Linked DNA regions of Oryctolagus cuniculus: region 2 is linked to region 1. The links are chromatin contacts, called in public Hi-C maps. All regions are on one chromosome and are shown on one strand. The core of a region is the stretch at or near the end of the contact, and the rest is flanking DNA. Distances in the headings are between cores, read along the strand shown. Region 1 overlaps THRB (thyroid hormone receptor beta). Region 2 holds the start of LOC138849401 (WAS/WASL-interacting protein family member 3-like).

Region 1 (3,760 bases), core at 269-2,768:
TCTACATTCCATCTTCCAACTAAAATTGATTAATTAACAATGTTCAACTCATCCATTCCTTGTATGTCATTCAGGTCATATTCTGCCATCTTACCCTAAGGATATCTTGCAAGACATGGTCAGGCATCTTGCTGAAATAAATGTATGCCATTTGTACACCTTGAGATGTGTGTGTGTGTGTATGTGTATAATGTATCACATAATATATCATATTTCAAATATCACTTCTCATGTATTATATATTACACATTTATTTGTGTCTCCTCCCCAACCCCTTGTTGACTACTTTAGCACTGTCTTTTAATGTTACTCATAAACCTCATATTTTAAATGACTTCTAAAATTTCTGTTTCTAAGGATATGGTATTGATTTCCATAGCTGCCCCCCCATCACCCCCCCCACACACACACACACACACTGTCCCAGATCCCATTTTTGATAATCAGGAGAAAATTTACTTTTTTCATATATGAAACAAAAAAGCTGATTTTATTACTGCTTGTTTGTTTTTCCTCTGTTACTTCCGATCATCCAATGTGCCTAAGCCTAGAGTCTCAGCCATATTTCAGTTCCCACTTTCAATCTTCACTTTTTTTTTCAGTCTACTACTAAAATTAACCATTTCAGATCTCCTCTCTGCAGTTTGAAGATCATTCTAGTTGGTGATAATTACAAAAGAATGCAGAGAAGATGTTGGTTTCCTTCCCCTTTGTCAAGTGCTAACGTTGCACCATCCGTCTCAAGCCCCATGTCCTGCCCTTCCTGTCCTTGCCCTGAACACCACCAAAAATGCATTTTGATAAGCTCAGCATTTGCTTTGGAAGCGTTAGCTCATCCTTTGCTCCAGCCTTTTAGATGTTATTCTGGCATCTGTTCATGCTGCTGACCACCAGATTGGGCTAGGAAATGTCACAAAAAAAAAAAAAGAGAGAGAGAGAGAGAGAGAGAGAGGAAAAGAAACTTGTCAAGACATGGTAAAGCTGAACCATGGCCAGTGCCACGGCTCAGTAGGCTAATCCTCTGCCTTGCGGCACCAGCACACCGGGTTCTAGTCCCGGTCGGGGCGCCGGATTCTATCCCGATTGCCCCTCTTCCAGGCCAGCTCTCTGCTGTGGCCAGGGAGTGCAGTGGAGGATGGCCCAAGTGCTTGGGCCCTGCACCCCATGGGAGACCAGGAGAAGTACCTGGCTCCTGCCATCAGATCAGCGCGGTGCGCCGGCCGCGGCAGCCATTGGAGGGTGAACCAACGGCAAAGGAAGACCTTTCTCTCTGTCTCTCTCTCTCACTGTCCACTCTGCCTGTCAAAAAAAAAAAAAAAAAAAAAAAAAGCTGAACCTTAAACAGGTGACCCTGCCAAAGGATCCCACTAAGCATTTCCCCAAAAGGGAATCTGGGGCTTAGAGAGGTTTTGGTCACCTCAAATGGGGACACCTAGGAACTCTGTCCACAACTGCTATCATATGGCAAAGAACATTCTTTACCCCATACCAAAGGACAGCTCTGAAATAACATCTGTGCCTGAGAATAGCAGCACTCTGTCATTTTCATCTTTAGTGCCTTCCCCAATACCACACACACAGTAGGTACTCAATAAACATCTGTTTATGACAGAATGAGAACAAGACCTTTGAGTAAGAAGGAAAAAAGAGATTCATTTCTTCCAGTCACATGAAGACTAAAGCCGAGTGTATGGATTTAATTTCTCATATTATCTTTGGACCCATTTGACATTTTTCAGTTTAAGATTCTGACCACTTTGGTCCACAGGGAGCTCTTAGTGGTGAAAACATGGAATTGCTTCAACAGATTAAAGACATAAGCCAGAGCAAGTATGCAAACCTTCCTTGTTTGAACTAAAAGAAAAGCAAGCAAAGGAAGGAATTAATGGAAATGTTCGCATCGAAGTCCCTTATATTTCTGAGGAAAACCAGTGAGTGAGCCAAGAAAGAAGAGGGTTAATAAAGTCTTCTTGGTTAGAGATATTGTTGTAGTAATGGTTCAGGTTCAACTATTCCAGAAAAGCATCCGATGTTTTCTTTTGAATATTAGTAATCAAAACTATCACAATACTATTAGTTTGCAGGAAAGTTAAAATTAAGGGTCACCATATGATGCAGTTTAGGAATTTGCAGAAATTAAGTTGCTTAACTCTCTCCAAGGATTGCTTATAATGATCTCTATATTTGCTCAAGTTCTTTGGAACTAGGCTTGGCATAACTGATAGGTTAGTAATCAATTCCCTGCCTATTTGTATTGACTCCATCTCTCACTATTCGCGTTTGCGAACCATCACTCAAACTATGATCCTTATATGGTGATAAAAATGCACAATGGTGTGAACTGTGTTAACTGGTTACTAGCTGGAAGGGAGAGGTTTTCCTCCATCGCAGATCCAATTTCAGTGCAGGGTTTGCTATTTTTAATCACAGAATTGAGAAGCTTAATTCAGTTAAAAAGGGAGGAAGTTGTCAGGGGAGGGTTGCTAAAAGTTCATGCTAAATTTGCTTAGAACCAGATTGTGTTCATTAATATTTATACATCTATGGTTGGGAAGGGGCGATTATGCTTCTTTAAAAACACTGGGTATTCATTTTCCATGTATTGCACAGCCTTCTGATTAGGGAAGGTGGGTTTTCATTGTACAATCAATGGAGATACAGATGGAAACCATCTGGCGCCTCATCCCCTTTTTGTCAAAAACCTTGTCTTGTCTCTCACATGTCAGTGATGAATGGAAGGATTTCAAACTCCAGCTGAACAATGCAGTTTGAATCCCTCAGCTAGCCAAGGGGTTTTTGGCAAGCATCGATGGGCTTAATATTTTAAAGAAACCAGCAATCATTTTAATTCATTAGTTGAGGCCTGTTGTTCTAGACAGTGTTTTTGATTTGTATTTTGGGCACTGGTTTGGTTTCTGATTCATAAGCGTATTCCGTATGGGTGTGTTTTCTTTTTTGCAGCCTAAATCACAGGGACAAAAGTGGGAGTTTTATCTGATCAAATGACCAAAATGCTGAGAGATTCTTTTAATCATCTTCTCTATTAGTTATGATTCATATTAGGAGTTCACACCAAAGATGTCCCAGTTAGCTGACACAGGGCATAGATGAGAGAACACAGAATTGAGTTGACCTAACTGTAGACAGTGAATCTCAAAATCAGTTTGATGTTCTGTTTCATGAGAGCAAACCTGGTGCAGCCCTGCCCCGGGCACCTTGGATACCATCCTTTTGTGGGTTGTCTGCTGAAGAGGCGTTCCTGGGTTGGAGGCATGCAATCAATTCACAGGGTTAGCTTTGCAGTCAGTATCCAGCCACCAAAAACCAGATTGGTTTTCCAGCACTCTGCATGTAGTAGAAAGAGGAGAATTACCAAGAAGCAAATTGATGCCAACACTTTATTCAGAAACTCATTTCCAGAATACAGCCTTTCGTTGGTGGAGATTCAGCACAGTTTTGCACAACTACCAAGACTGGTGGCCTCTCCAGCAGGTATAGCCCTCACTGGTGTTTTTTGGGGGACTGCAGTTAAGACAGCACATCATAGGCAAGTTCTGTTTTCATGATAATTATTACTGTGCTAAAACATAGTGCTTACTGCCTGCCAGATAGGTAGATAGACAGACAGATCATCATATACGAAATCTTCGCTCATGTAATCTTTACAACCACCCTGGTGGATAACATCTATTACTATTCTCATTTTGCACATAAAGAAATTAAGGGCCAGAGGGATCATGGACTGGCCCACGTCACATAG
Region 2 (4,000 bases), core at 864-3,363, 73 kb before region 1:
CCTGTTTTGTTGTTAACCCTTTACCAACAGGCCAATCTGAGGGTCAGTTCCAATGGAATCCTAGCAGTTCCTGTTGCTTCAATGACAGTGCATTAAATAATATTGTTAAATAATATTTTACAGCCACAGTCTCATAGATTGTTTGAATGCCGGGTTGTTTCGTTAATGCCTGAATCGACTCAGAAGTTTCCAGGAAAATGAGATGAAAAGAACAATTCTGTTTCCAACGAAGGGAAGCAACAGTTTTTTTAGCAAAAGAAAAAAAAAAAAAAAGCTCCAAGTTAAACCCAGGAAGAGAACCAGCAGACTTTAGGGCCTGTCTCCAAGGAGGCCTTGCGTGACCACTTCTCTCCCTCCTTTCAAGGTTTGCAGAAGACCACAAAGCACCGTGGTCCCTGCAAGGCAGGAAGATCCTGCTGGTTCACGGTCACGGCCCACCTGCCCCGGGCCTCTTCCTCCTCGGCCACAGCTTTTCCACCCACCGTTAGCCACCAGGGGGCCGCCTTTTTGGAAGAAGTGGTGTAGCCTGCACAGCTTCCCTCCTAATCAACCGAAAACACCCCGGGGCAGCTTTGGAGCAAAGCCCAGCAAACTTCTCTGCCTAGGAGAATCGTGGCGCTCGCCAGTCCTGGGGTGCCGCCTTATTCTGGGCTCTCTGGAAGAACCCAAGGAGCACTGGATCCGGGGAGCCCGATAAGAAAGGCTGCTTTCCGTAGCGGGAGAGCCTGGGGGGGTTGCAGCCTGCTTCCCAGCTCCTGCGCGTGCAGGAGGCGGCGAGAGTTCACCGCTGTGGTTGTGCCCTGCGGTCTGCAGGGTCGGCGGCAGCCTCCGGCCCCTTTCCCTGGGATGCTCAGGGGACGCTGGACCCAAACAACACGTGTCCCCGGCCGGAGATCTAGAACGCTCCCCGGACGGTGGAAGCTACAAACCGCCGTGGCTCTATGACACTGTGCCACACGAATAAGCGTGTATACGGAGTTACGAGGTCGGGGTTGTGTCAATATTGTCTAAGAAAACAAACGTGCTCAGCCGCCCAAAGGGGCTGTCGCCGCCGCAGCTTCCCACCGCCCCCATTTCAGGAGCCTGGGTGCGCAGTACGGCTCCAGGTCTGGCCGTTCACGTCGCGAGCCGCCTGCGTCCTCCCAAGCCGCCCCCCGCCCACTCGGGCCCTCAGGACTGGAGGTGGGTGGCCCCCGTTCTCCGGGGACAGAACTCGCCCAGAAGCCTCACTCGGTTTTGTCTTCCGGGTTTGCTGCGTACGTTGACAGGGCAGAGCCGAATTCCCGGGCCGTCCCGCCAGGGACCTGCGGAGGGACCCGGCCCCGAACACACCTCTCCCCAGCGTGTGCGCAGCAGGGACGAAGGGCGTCCCCTGTCCGGGCCGGCCGGACACGTTCCAAACTTCCATTCTCCGGGTGGTGGTGCAAAGAGAACCGCCAGACGGCCTGCCGGGCGGGCGGGCGGGCGGCCCCAGGAGGAGCCAGAGCGCCGCGCTGTCCTGACACGCGCGCGCCACAAGTGGTTCGGGGGCGCGGGAGGCAGCGGTGCGGCGGCACGGGCCGCGCTGTCAGCCGTGCCCCGGAAGGTCGCCCCCCGCGAGCCCGTGCCACCCGCTCCCCGTTCCCTCCACGTCTCCAACTGGAGGAATGACGCCCAAATGCGCACCTCCGCGCGCACGCAGTCGGGTGGGTGGACGCGAGGCCACCCAACCCATGGCGACGTCACTACCCCTGGGAGGGCACGCCGGAGGCGGGGGTGCGGGGGGGGGCGCCGCACCTGGGAAAGCAGGTGCGGAGGCGGCAGACCCTGGGGTGGCGGGGGCGCAGGGCCCGGGGTCCGGGTGCGCAAAACAGGCGCGGTGAGCATGGGGCAGCTCTGGCCTCGGAAAGGCGAGGGGAGTGGGGGGGCGGGGAGCATCGGTCCTGGCCCGGTGGCCCGGGGCGGCGGCGGCAGCGGCGGGGTGCGCGGCCAGGAGGCCATTTCCTCACTGCGCCCCTGGTGGAGCCCGGTTTGCCTGCTCTTGGCCGCCGCCGCCGCCGCGTGAACCGGACAGCCGGGAGGACGGGAGGGGAATCCAGGTCACCGGTTCGCAGATCCGGCGCGGAGCAGCCGCCCCGGGCCCGGAGTAAGGCAGCGCCGCCGCCGCGAAGCGGGCCGGGGCGGGCCGGGCGCGCGCGCGGGGGGCTCGGAGAGGCGGAGACTCGGGCATCCCGGCCGCACTCGCTCGCTACGCCTATAAAAGTGGAGTGGCCGGGGAGGGCCGGCGCGGCCCTGGCTGCGGCCGCCTCTCGTCGCCCGGGGAGTTGACATTTTGTAGGAGTCGCGCGACGCCCCGTCGCCGGCGCTGCCCGGGACCCCGCCGCCGGGAGGAGGGGGCGGAGGAGGGTGGAGACTGCGGGGCTTGGCCAAGGAAGGCGCACATCCTCGGGCGGGCGGCCGTGACGCGGCGGGGATTAACTTTGCATGAATAATGTGAGTGCGCTGGGAGAGGAGACCTTCTGCTCCCGGGCTCGGGCAAACGCCCGCAGGCTGCCTCCCCGGGCAGGGGCGCTCGACCCCACCGGCTCCACGGCACCGGTAATTGGGCGAGAGGAGCGCGCGGAGGCGGCGGCAGGGGTCGGGGCGGCGGCTGAGGGGCGACAGTTGCAGCTGTCCGGAGGGCCGGCGGGGGTGGTGACGGGCGTTGCGGGAGCCTGAAGGGCGGGCGCGCGCACGGGCGGGCGGGCGGGCGGCGGGGTGTCAGCCGCCCTCGCTACCTGCTCCGCGGGGCTGCGGCGCCCGGGTCTGGAGAAGGCGCCCCCCGGGCTCGCGTCGGGCAGCTCGCGGTGGCGGGGGCGGCCAGGGAAGCCGCGGCGTGGGCAGCGGCGGGCCGGGGTGGCCGGAGCCCCCTAGGATAGCAGCCGCTCTGTGCCTGCGACCCAAGCCCAGTTGTTGACAGGCTCCTTGTGAAATGGAGTTTGGCATCCTCAGCGCCGAGCGCAGTGGAAGTTTCCATGAGGAGGAAGTTGTAGGACGCGGGGCTTCGGAAAAGGTTGGCAGGCTCGGGGGTGGGGTGGGGGGGCAGTTTAAAGGGACTGTGAGTCTGCAGCTACCCTCGTGCGCCCGACCCTTCCCTCCTGGCCGGGCATTCGGGGTTTGGAAGCAGAAGGATCCCGAAGGCTGGCGTGCGCTGCCGCGGGTGCCTGGCGACTCCACTCCCTCCGCCCCCTCACGCACACACAGCGGCGGCGGCTTGGGCAGCCACCCGGGGCGGGCGCCTCTTCCTCCGGGTGGCCTCCGGGTGGTCGTGCCGGCTGTGCGCCCCCCAGCCTTCAGGGACGGGCTCGCCACGGGGGAGCTTGCGTTTCGTCCTCGCGAGCTGCCGCTGTCATTTTTGTTGGAGGACTTCCCAATGACCATTGTGAGATTATTCGTAGTGCTAATTTTAAGCCTTCTGATTTGTTCCACGGAGGAGGAAACGCGAAGGGTGGTTGTTGTTATTATTAATGAAAGGTTAAAAAAGCATGCGATTTCCGCCAAACGCGAGATTTTTAAAAGAAGAGTCTAGAAGCATAACAACTGGTAAAGTGAGTCGGAGGAGGAAGAGAGCGGTTACCTGAAAAGCCAGGTTCAGACTGCCATCCTGCCCTCTCCACGCACGTCTAGATCCATCAGTAAACACATTGGAAATCAATTCTTCCACTTAGCAGGTCTTTGGTCTGAGGTAGGCGTGAGATTCACTTTTTAAAGACCTGTTCTGTAGTTGAAGAAGTGAGGCATACCTTGCAGTGTGTTGGTATCAGAGAACAGCAGTTTTTATCATGGCAAATATATTATTAGGTCGCGTACACCTGTTGGGCCATATTTTCATTCATGATTTGGCCTTAGTTGAGTATGCTTATGTACGCTGTAACAGTATGTTACATGCATTGCACTGCAAAAGGATAAAAATCGCATTTCGGTCAAAATGTTCTGTGATTCATTCTGAGTATTCGTGGTGACTGATTTGCTCCCCAGTTCA

The links. A called contact is a pair of places that touch in the nucleus more often than the background predicts.
Region 2: a contact with region 1 is called in a Hi-C map of psoas muscle, with 2.1 times the contacts expected there. The contact joins the promoter of LOC138849401 here to the enhancer-like site in region 1. A contact is called at or near these places in 2 of 6 Hi-C or Micro-C datasets (ear pinna and psoas muscle).

The regions. Positions count from the first base shown.
Region 1 is chr4:160,354,344-160,358,103 of mOryCun1.1, reverse strand. The region is part of intron 1 of THRB (thyroid hormone receptor beta); the gene reads left to right. Among named protein-coding and RNA genes, the nearest start is that of THRB, 75 kb to the left of the region's middle. Within about 2 kb of position 1,518, at least 1 of the 8 cell types and tissues checked has an H3K27ac peak or open chromatin away from gene starts, as enhancers often do.
Region 2 is chr4:160,428,074-160,432,073 of mOryCun1.1, reverse strand. It overlaps LOC138849401 (WAS/WASL-interacting protein family member 3-like), which reads right to left and starts at 2,113. Exons shown (of 3, transcript XM_070072876.1): 1 at 1,333-2,113. The coding sequence starts at 1,980. It overlaps THRB (thyroid hormone receptor beta), which reads left to right and starts at 1,113. Exons shown (of 10, transcript XM_017346748.3): 1 at 1,113-1,182.